Regions from separate parts of the Zea mays genome. Here all the other regions are linked to region 1. Evidence: chromatin contacts called from public Hi-C data. All regions are on one chromosome and are shown on one strand. The core of a region is the stretch at or near the end of the contact, and the rest is flanking DNA. Distances in the headings are between cores, read along the strand shown. Region 1 holds the start of LOC100191717. Region 2 holds the start of LOC100281738 (glycerol-3-phosphate acyltransferase 1). Region 3 has its middle 33 kb from the start of LOC100281738.

Region 1 (3,147 bases), core at 183-2,682:
TTTTCACGGATCAAGCTCGTTACGAAAAACGATCTAGCACCGTGAAGGGGCTACTGTTGGGGGTATGCTTCGTAGCCAAAGATCCTAAAAAGAACACCTTCGAAAGGTCTTCTCAGAAGCAAACGCCGAAGCTATTATCTATAAAGCTTCGGCACAATGACAAATCTCAAGATGAAGGGTTGAACCGACTTAAATATGAATTGACTTAAAGACCCATGATGTTTTGTGTCATTATTGTAGTCGATTGTAAAGGACATAAATGTAATTTTGCGCAGGTTGCATCCTGTGCCTATAAATAGGTGAACAGTATCCCGGCAGTGTTCACGGGATCCTGTAATCATTGACACGTCGCGCTTGAATTATTGCTTTCCACCAAGGCGAAGGTATAAATGTGCCTAAATATTATGTTTTAATACTTGTATATTCATATAATAAAACATGTGAATATATTTTATACTTTATATTTCATTTTTCATTGTTTGTTGTCTTACAAATATGGTCACGAAGGTGAAATCTTCGTGATACTTTACTTATGACCTTCGTCCGAAGCTCATTAAATCCTTGGGGAGATAATGCTTCAGCGGACGAAAGGGCATTTATACTTAACATCTTTGTGTTGCCTTGTTCTTAATTCGAAGCATTTGAGAACAAGTCCCCAACACCAACACTTGGTGAGGTGCACATGCAATACACAAACACCAAACACACATACCGGTATGTTTTTTTCTGTGGATAAATATTTATTTGCCGTACTTGTTTTCTCATTAATGTATCTCATATATTTTGTATAGACCTATCACTATCGCTATAACGGATTGGAACAATATCACGATCCTTCCAACATGCCTTAGTACTATCACTATGACTCGAGATAAACATGTGAGTATTGTGAAATAAGTCGACCTATGTGTCGTTGCCTCGATGGAGAGTTGTAAAAAAACTTATATTTGAGTATTGCGAAGTTCGTTGGTTGTTTGTTGTATGAGAATTGGAGTTTATGGTTGCATATATATGTTATATGTTATTTTGGTGAACACATATCGTGTGGATCAATTAATATTTACTTTGCAATGTGAATTGAGCAAACTACAAATAAATCTTGTCAAAAATTCATTTTTCCGTAAAAACAGCAAAAACCGATTCGTTTCGCGGTTAACCGACGGTTTAGAGCGGTTTTCACCGGTTTTTCACAGGTTTTTCGCCGTTAAACCGGTTCAAATTCAAATTGATTGAATTGGTCAAACCGGTCGATTTTTATCGGTTTATCGTTGGTAAACCGTTACTCGTGGGTAGCGGTTTTTATATATGAAACGGTTTTATAAACCGTGTTTGAGAGTGGATTTTGAAATAAAAAGACGAGACGGTGAATGTGTGAAATGTCTTATTATTGAACATGCGTCGTCAGGACTGAGGACCATCTCCGAGAAACTACTGCGCTACGAAGTGTGGCCCGCCTAGCCCACAGGATAATAACCGGATAAGGGGCATGCAATGCACGCCCAGGTGGCCGTGCTCCTCGCCGCCGGCGCCCCTCCGCCACCGTGGCCGCCTCACCCCTCGTGGCACCATCGCCAGATCCCTTGCCGTCGGCCTTTCAAGCCGCCCCACTCTCTGCGCGACGGCGGCGGCGGACAGCCGCCGCCCCCGGTCGTGGTCCCAGCTTCGAAGAGGCGCGCCTGGCCGGCCGTCTCGGCGGCGCTGTTCGGTGCAGGGTTCCTCCTGGGCCCGCTCCTCGACGGAATCCACTCCCGCGTCGGCCTCCAGGTGTACGGGAACGGCGCCCTCGAAGCCGGGGCCCTTCGCACCCACGTCCTGGTGCCGCCCCTGCTCGGCGCGTTCTACCTCACCGTCGGCCTGCTCCACCTGTTCCTGGACGAGAGGGCGCCCCCGAAATCCAGGGCCACCGGGACCGCGCGGAGGACGGCGACGTCGCTGCTGTGCGTTCTAGATCGATACGCTCGCTCCTCGTCATTCTTCTTTGTCCTCTGCCATGCGCTGCACTGGTAGAGAGAGCAGAGAAATATAGAGCGCGCTGTGACTGTGAATGATATGCATCGGTTCGGTTTACGCAGCGTTCTTGCGCTGTTCATCGAGACGAGCGCGGAGATGTACAGGGCAGGGGTGGCGAGCAACGTGGAGGCCTACGTCCTGTTCGCCGGCGCGGAGTTTGCGTGGCTCTTCCTCGATGGCTCCTGGCTGGGCTTCGCCGTCGCCTGCCTCGTCGGCACGGTTTGCCCGCTCGCGGAGATCCCGCTGATCAAGTTAGTTTACGATAGTCGTTTCATGTTTAATTTGTACCGTACCCCGCGCCCGGATCAGTTGCCAATCTGCTGCTGCGCATGCCCCCCCCCCATGTTCAGCTTTGTTGCAGCCTGGGTGCTCTGCTGATGTGATGTCCCATCCCATGTGCAGGTTGCTTGGGTGCTGGAGCTATCCGAACGCCGACGTCCACCTGCTCGGCGAGGTACGTTTTCTTCTCCGGCAGGCGACAGGATCGTCGGACCACACGCCGCATCCCTTTATGACTTTATTATCTGTTAGATACTAGCCAGCGTGCGTCACGTCGTTGCGCGTGGGTTCGGTTGTTGATCAGCAGGGGCTGGTGAGCTGGACGACGACGTGCTACTTCGTCTACACCCCGTTCCTGGCGAACCTGGCGAGGTGGCTCGATTCACGGCTGGCAATAAACAAGGACGTCGCGGACGCGGAGGGAGGCGACGAGGCAGCTCGGTCTTGAGTCACACCGGCGGGAACACCAGCCGGCGTATCCCGGGCTTGGGTCCATGCGGACTGGAGTTTAGTGCTCGGAGCAGCAGTGCTGTTCGTCTAAAGGCGATGCGGCCTTAATTTTACGATGATGGCCGGGAACCATGTCCGGTGGGCCGGGCCGGGCCGGGGGAGGAGAACGATGGGTACGGTTGCGCATAACTTTTGTTATAATGATCTGAAAGCATGGCCGCATTGATACGGTTGGATGCGTGGGATTTGTCTTCAGGAAAAAGGGCGAAAGGCACTCCTGGGGCGATGTTCGTGGCGACAGGTGTTCTGAATTCTGATACGGTTTAGTCTTTTCGCTCTGATTGAACGCGCACTACTACACCAGTACACCTGAGAAATAGAGTGTCTTGTGTTGTTCTGCTTTGGATG
Region 2 (3,445 bases), core at 40-2,539, 330 kb before region 1:
GTACAATGATAATCTGCTGGATATTAAAAAGTCTCGGGCCGCTCCACCAGTGTCTGGCTCTGGCCACTATATATTGCACCATATAATGTCAATATATACCACCGTATGGAGCCCTTTCTTCCATCGTATTGCCTGCCTGGTTCTTCTCTCTAAGTAGTAAATTTTAAATTTTAATATAAAAATTAAAAATCAGATTTTTAGCTGGATGTTATATATTGCGACGTTTTTTTACATGTGTGTATATATATATGACGTACTGTAACATCTCACATATACCGGACGATTAATATATGTTACTTTTCCACGATCCAAATAAATAATTTGAGTAAAGAAGCGTGTAAAAGGACAATAATAAGGATCTATTAGTAAGTACGTAAGCAATGGTCTATTGCTCTCACGTACGGTCTCACCTTGCAGTAGTAAGGACATAAAAGGTAGTGCACCCTACCGCTGCTCGCCGGTCCGACGAGCCCCACGGCGCCCTTCTTTCTCGCAGCCTCCAAGTCGTCGCCAAACACGGCCCGAAGCGTCTTCGCCGCCACCTCATCTGCGTCCTCATCGTCCATCAGCCCCGCGAGGACCCCACCGACCGACCTCACCTCAGGCCCCACGACGGCGTCCACGCCGACATACTCCCTCAGGAATCCGTCCACCATCACCCTCGGGAAGGTTGCGGTCACCGCCACCACCCGCGCTGCCGCCTGCACCGCTGCCACGCCCTCCGCCGCCGTGGCCTCCAGGAAGAACTTGGGCAGCACTGCTCGGCCGACCCTGGCCACCTCCTTCTCCTCCAGCCCGACGAGAGCGACCGTGGCCATGGCCTTAGCCCGCGCGCCGTCGCCGAGGAGGAGGAGCATCAGCGGGTAGAGGAGCAGCAGGAGAAGACCCCGGAGGAAGCCGCCGGCCTCGACGGCGACGAGCATGAAGTACGGGAAGGCGGACACCGGCGGGCGCAGGATCCACGCCTCCACGTCGACCACTAGGGTCTGGCCGTGTAGCATGTCCAACGTGGGCAGCGGCGGCGGCGGCGGGCTCGGCTTCGTCGGCACTGCCATCCTGCCACGGTGGTACCGATGACCGGCGAGCTTCCGCAGGAGGAAGAAGAACAAGGAGACAAATGGATTGCACAATGATGAAGATTTCATGGCCATGGCTATCTATACCTTGCTGGCCTGCTGGTAGGTACCTATTGCCTTCAGGTGCACTAGCTACTATAGCCTATATTTAGTCTATGTGTTGCATGTACATGTAGTCGTCCTGTGGCTTCGATGGGTGTTTGTATCCGCTCCTGAGCTACAAGTGGAGCGCTGGCCTATTTATACTCCACTAAGGCCCCGTTTGACAAAGCTCCAGCTCCTGCTTCTTTAGCTCTAGATCTTGATCCTCGTGAGGAGCTGATCCTCTTGATTCTCCTAGAAAATCAGAATCATTTTTAAAACCATTTGGCAAGTAAACTGATTCTTGTCTTCTGAGAGTTGGTGGTCTGTAGCGATTGTCTGTTTTACTCTTTGCAGTTCAACTTTATTACAAACCAATAAGTAGGATGCATATACGGGAAAAAATATGAAACAATAACATATAAAATATTCCCATCATAGTAGTGCATAAAATGGTCTCAATTGTTTAATCCATAAATTGGCTCGTTATGTTTTTGTCCAATGGCAATTGCGGGTAATTTCGATCAAACTTTAAGGGGAGGTCCATATTTGGTTGGTTGAGGAGCTGTTTTAAGGGAGGGTGGAGCAGGTTTTTTTAGATCCCACCTTTCTTCACAAAAACGACTCCCGATCTTTCGGCTCCACACGAGAATCAGTTTTAAAAAATACCCGTTTGGCACGGCTCCTCCAGATCCTCGTTTAGAATCAGGAGCTGGAGCTGTGCCAAACGGGCCCTAAATAGGCGTCGTTCGTTAGTTTTCTGGTACTGGTTAACTCTGTTAATTCTGTTGGTGTGTGTACATGGCGAGCGCGGGCACCTTACGGCTTAGAATTGACCCCTGTAAATTAGTGTAATCTACATTCCAATCGATCCACCTCAATACATGTGGATTGAGTTCAATACTAAATTACCCAAATTAGGTCTACGGGGTAAGAGAAGACCATGGTGCCGGTAGGGAAGACAACACTAGCGCGATACCAAATGTGAGGAAGGTGTATATGCAAATTAGCTTCGCAACTTTAGCCTCTATAGAAAATCAAGGTTATTCGGTGGCCATAATAATATTTGATGATATCTAATAAAGCCGCTACAAATTAACTTATCATTATCGGAATTCGCTCTTTGCCGAGTGTTTTTTTCGGGCATGCCGAGTGTTTTTTAATACTCCGCAAAGAGCTTGTTTGCCAAGTGTTTTTTACACTAAATAAAGAGTTTCTTTGCCTAGTGTTTTTTTCAACACTAGAGATAATGCTAGTTTGATAGACAATACTAAACCCTAAACCCTAAACCTGTCCAGCAGTGGTAGGAACATCTAGAGACAATGCTAGTTTGATAGATCTCCATAACACATTCATTTTGTTAGTTATGATGCTATTACTCATAATTTGTTCTCTAATTGTGGACTTTGCTCTTTATTACATGATGAATGAGCTACTGACTTTATCAACAATATATTTGTTTCAGGAGGTAGAGAACACAACTCTAACGATCCTCAATTTTCGTTAGGCTTTTTTCTAGATATCCGGTGTCGTTGTCTTTATGAATGAGGCTTGGTCATTTTATTGTGATGGTTGAATATGATGTTGAAGGGATGATATGTGTAAACTTGTTTATTTAAATGTGATGGATGAATGATATTTGATGAATATTGAATGACATCAATATGTGTATGTGGTGTTGAATGTTGAATGGATGATGTGTGATTTATATATGGATATGCAAGTGAATGTAGGGTAAGTCTAGACCCTAGTAATGACTTATTTATGGCAGTCTAAGCGGGCATCCAAAAATAAAGTCAGCTTTTTTGCGGTCTGGAACTCTGGATGGACCATAGAAAATAAGCCCAACTTACTTTTGGTGGCCTTAAAACATTCAATAAAAATAATAAGCCCTATTGTGAAACACATAGACCCCTAAATAGTGTTTTGGTAATTAATGACGATTATATGTGGACTAATGATTTCTTGGAGAAAATAAGAATGCAGGTTGGTCCACTGACGTATGAGCTACATAAAGTCTTGGAGGACTTTGGTGTGGATTGGTGGATAGCTCAAGTCAAAGGTAAATGATAGGTTTTTACTTTTACCGATTAAGAAGTGATTAGTGAAGTAAATTGAATGGGTTATTAGGCTAGATAGCCATACTATCAAGAGGGGCCAATGTTTTTACTTGATGAGATACTTAGTGCCTCATAGAGCATATAACTAATGCATGTGCGTGAGGGCTAATAGCGCTTCTGATTTGGGAGAGAAAATCTTTTCAAAAGCAAAATTTGAAAAGGACTGAA
Region 3 (3,383 bases), core at 407-2,906, 360 kb before region 1:
ACCTTCTCCCCTAATGGTAAAAGAAATATGAGTGAAGGGTTATACCAATTGAGAGTTACATGAGTAATGGCAAATGATAAATGATACCGTCGGAGTTGGAGTGGAAGCCTTTCCTTTGTCGAATACTCCATTTCTCTTTTAATATATGACTAATCATAGAGACATATTTGAAAGCACATTAGTCTTAGCCTTGGCACAAGAAGAATAAGAAATATGTATTTGTACCAAATGAAAGAGACATGATCAAATGTATATAAATTAGCTATGTGTGCAATGTTTCAATCAAAGTTCCAAGAATCAAGTATATTTAGCTTATTTCTAAGTTTGCTAAAGGTCTTTTCATCAAGTGGCTTGGTAAAGATATCGGCTAATTGGTTGTGGGTGTTAACATAAGCAATTTCGATACCCCCTTTGTTGGTGATCTCTCATAAAGTGATACCGGATGTCTATGTGCTTAGTGTGGCTGTGTTCAACGGTATTATCCGCCATGCGGATTGCACTTTCATTATCACATAGGAGAGGGACTTTGCTCAACTTGTAGCCATAGTCCCTAAGGGTTTACCTCATCCAAAGTAATTACGCACAACAATAACCCGCGGCAATATACTCGGCTTCGGCGGTGGGAAGAACTACTAAATTTTGTTTCTTTGAAGCCCAAGACAGCAGAGATCTTCCCAGAAACTGATAAGTCCCTGATGTGCTCTTTCTATCAATTTTACATCCGACATAATCGGCATCAGAATACCCAATTAAAATTAACATCACACCAAACATAAGAACATACTGCATAATAATGAACTATGCGTTGCTACAAGATCGTGGGAACGAGAACCACTAAAATCGGAGTTACGGTTAAGAAGTTATGATTTTATAGAGTATTTATGTGATTAAAATATTAAACTATATTATAAATTGGTTAATATAAATCATATGAGAGGTTATTCTATAAATACTTATTTCAACTTTAATCTAAGTCATAAATTGATCATATATCATCTTCTACTACATTAATAAGCAGATTAACAAAATTAACCAACAAAAGTTAAATAAAGATCTAATTATAAAAGAATGAAACATGGTAAAATAAATGTTGTTACTGCGTAGTAAATATTTATACGAAGCTAACGCAACTAGAACGGATCAAATCAGAGTTAAAATGGATAAATTATGAATTTCCAAAGTTTTTATGTATTTGATATAAGATTAATTAGGAGATCAATTTTAATACAATTTTTATGTTAAAACAATATTACGTAGTTATAGACAATATTAATACAAAATTATAAGAACTGGAATGAACCAAAAAGGAGCTAAAATGAACTTTCTATGCATTAAATAAGTTCTGGAATTCGTTTTACATTGGAAATTCATTTCCCTATTTTCTCCGAGCTCTGGCCTGCGCACACAATAACCTGGGAGCTCAAGGTTTATTCTGTAAAACCTACCAGACTTAGTCACACCCGAGACGTACTGCGGCTTATTGTTGTAGAAGCCGAGGGGCTCATTTGCGAAACGGCCGAGCCGAAGGGGTACGGGCGCGTTACAGTCGTACGATCTAAATTGGACGCACGAGATTAGATTAAGTACCCTATGAACCGGTGTGCACTCACAGCCGTTGGATACCAGATCTAAGATCCGGATTTAATGAGGCTGGGATCACATCCTCGCCGCTGGCTACGAAACCAACGGCCACGATCCCCACGCCGAGGCACTACCCTATCATCTAATCCTACCCCTCCGTTTAACATCCGACGGCCCGGATCCCATTATGCGAAGGGGTACGATTCTTTTAATCTGGCGCGCCCACTACAAGATCAACGGTCAGGGCATCTCTTCCCTACCCAACAACGGAGCATGGCGGCGAGCAGAGCTCTCTGCGCGACGGCGGACCTCGCCGGAGCACTTGCAACCGGCGTGCTAGAGCCCCAAGCCCCTCCTCGAAGGGTTCCAAACATTCTATGTACGAAGGCGAGTCGACTGGGGAGTTTCTTACCGAGATTCGTGTAGTTGTTCACCACGGCCACAGTCAATGGCGGATCAGCGGCGGTGCTGTAACTTAGGCGAGCAATTCCCGCCGGTCAGCGGCTCCTCCGTCGATTGGCGCCGGTCCCAACGCCTGCCACCGCATCCCGATGAAGCACGAGGGCCGATTGCACCGGTTCGCCGCGGCGGCCGCCCGACTCGCACCCCTCTACACACGACGGCGCAGACACAACTCGGTCCAAGCTTCCTTGTGGCAATGGCGAGGGGTGGTTATGGAATCCGAGCGATCTGTGGCCAGTCGCACCCAGGGAGACTATTATTCGCGGCTAGTTTGATTGCGGGGCGGCGGTAGAATCACGGCTTATGACTTCTGGGCGCCGTGTGGCTGGATAAGGGCACGAGCGACTCCGGCGGCTGGCTTCCCCTGGTACGCGGCTGAGAGGAGCAAGGAAGAATCGCGTCCGGTTTTTATACCCCGAGGTAATGCGCGGATTTCGGCAGCCGTGGCGCGAGCGACGGACTTGGCCCACACGCGGGATCCACGGCGTTCGTGCGACTGTTGCATTCGTCTCGGAGTAGAGGTAGGAGACGACCCCCCCCGGGCCCACGAGTCAGTATGTGGTGAATGCCCTAAACAAGTGTATGACCAGATGGTCCCATCGGTCAGTCGAAGGCATAACCCAGGCACGCGCGTCATCCATTACCTGAGCGTCATGGAGTGAAGAGGCGGGCCGGCTGGGGGTTATTTTCGGCCCATTCAGAGCATGCAAAAGAGCAGCGTGGAGGTATTCTGGGCCGAGAAGTGCGGTTCTGGCCCAAAGCACCCAAAGCACAGGTAGTTTCTCTTTTCCTTTATCTCTTCTATTCCTTTTTATTTCTATTTTTTAATTCGAATTTGAATTCCCAATTCAAACCAGGTATTTTGAATTTCAAAATTTATTTAAAATGAACAAACAAAGAGATTTGCCAACATGCAATGCAAGGTTCATTTTATTCTTTTAATTAATAGTTTAATTTCCAATGCATAGTTAATGCTTCCTAAAATTCAAATAACTTTTCTATTTTATTTAAAACTTGAGGTCAACTTTAAGTTATGATTTCTTTGTTTCAATAAAATGCATCACAACAGAATTTTCAGCATGATATGTATATTTCTTTATTTATTTATTGGTTATTTGACTAATATTAACTGATTATGAAAAGAAAGGGAACTAACAAATCTCCAAAGGTTTCAAAAATTCTTAAAACACTAACATGAATGTATTTATTTATTTATATCATTATTTTTCTCTGATACAAAATTTGGACATTACAATAGGATGTTTATGCCTTTTGAGACTACAATATTGAGAGAATTAGTTTTAGCAGCAACTACTAATAGATCGACTAGAGAACCGAGT

What was found. A called contact is a pair of places that touch in the nucleus more often than the background predicts.
Region 2: a Hi-C map of tassel shows a contact between it and region 1, with 2.2 times the contacts expected there. The contact joins the promoter of LOC100281738 here to the promoter of LOC100191717 in region 1. A contact is called at or near these places in 2 of 25 Hi-C or Micro-C datasets (ear and tassel).
Region 3: a Hi-C map of leaf shows a contact between it and region 1, with 2.8 times the contacts expected there. The contact joins the enhancer-like site here to the promoter of LOC100191717 in region 1. A contact is called at or near these places in 2 of 25 Hi-C or Micro-C datasets (both in leaf).

What each region holds. Positions count from the first base shown.
Region 1 is chr3:35,203,256-35,206,402 of Zm-B73-REFERENCE-NAM-5.0, reverse strand. It overlaps LOC100191717, which reads left to right and starts at 1,432. Exons shown (of 4, transcript NM_001137146.1): 1 at 1,432-1,937; 2 at 2,073-2,261; 3 at 2,413-2,464; 4 at 2,597-2,966. The coding sequence starts at 1,492. The coding sequence ends at 2,737.
Region 2 is chr3:35,528,111-35,531,555 of Zm-B73-REFERENCE-NAM-5.0, reverse strand. It overlaps LOC100281738 (glycerol-3-phosphate acyltransferase 1), which reads right to left and starts at 1,289. Exons shown (of 2, transcript NM_001154658.2): 1 at 411-1,289. The coding sequence starts at 1,151.
Region 3 is chr3:35,561,919-35,565,301 of Zm-B73-REFERENCE-NAM-5.0, reverse strand. No RefSeq gene overlaps it. Among protein-coding and RNA genes, the nearest start is that of LOC100281738, 33 kb to the right of the region's middle. Within about 2 kb of position 1,656, at least 17 of the 20 cell types and tissues checked have an H3K27ac peak or open chromatin away from gene starts, as enhancers often do. A contact at or near this core is called in leaf, where this site is marked.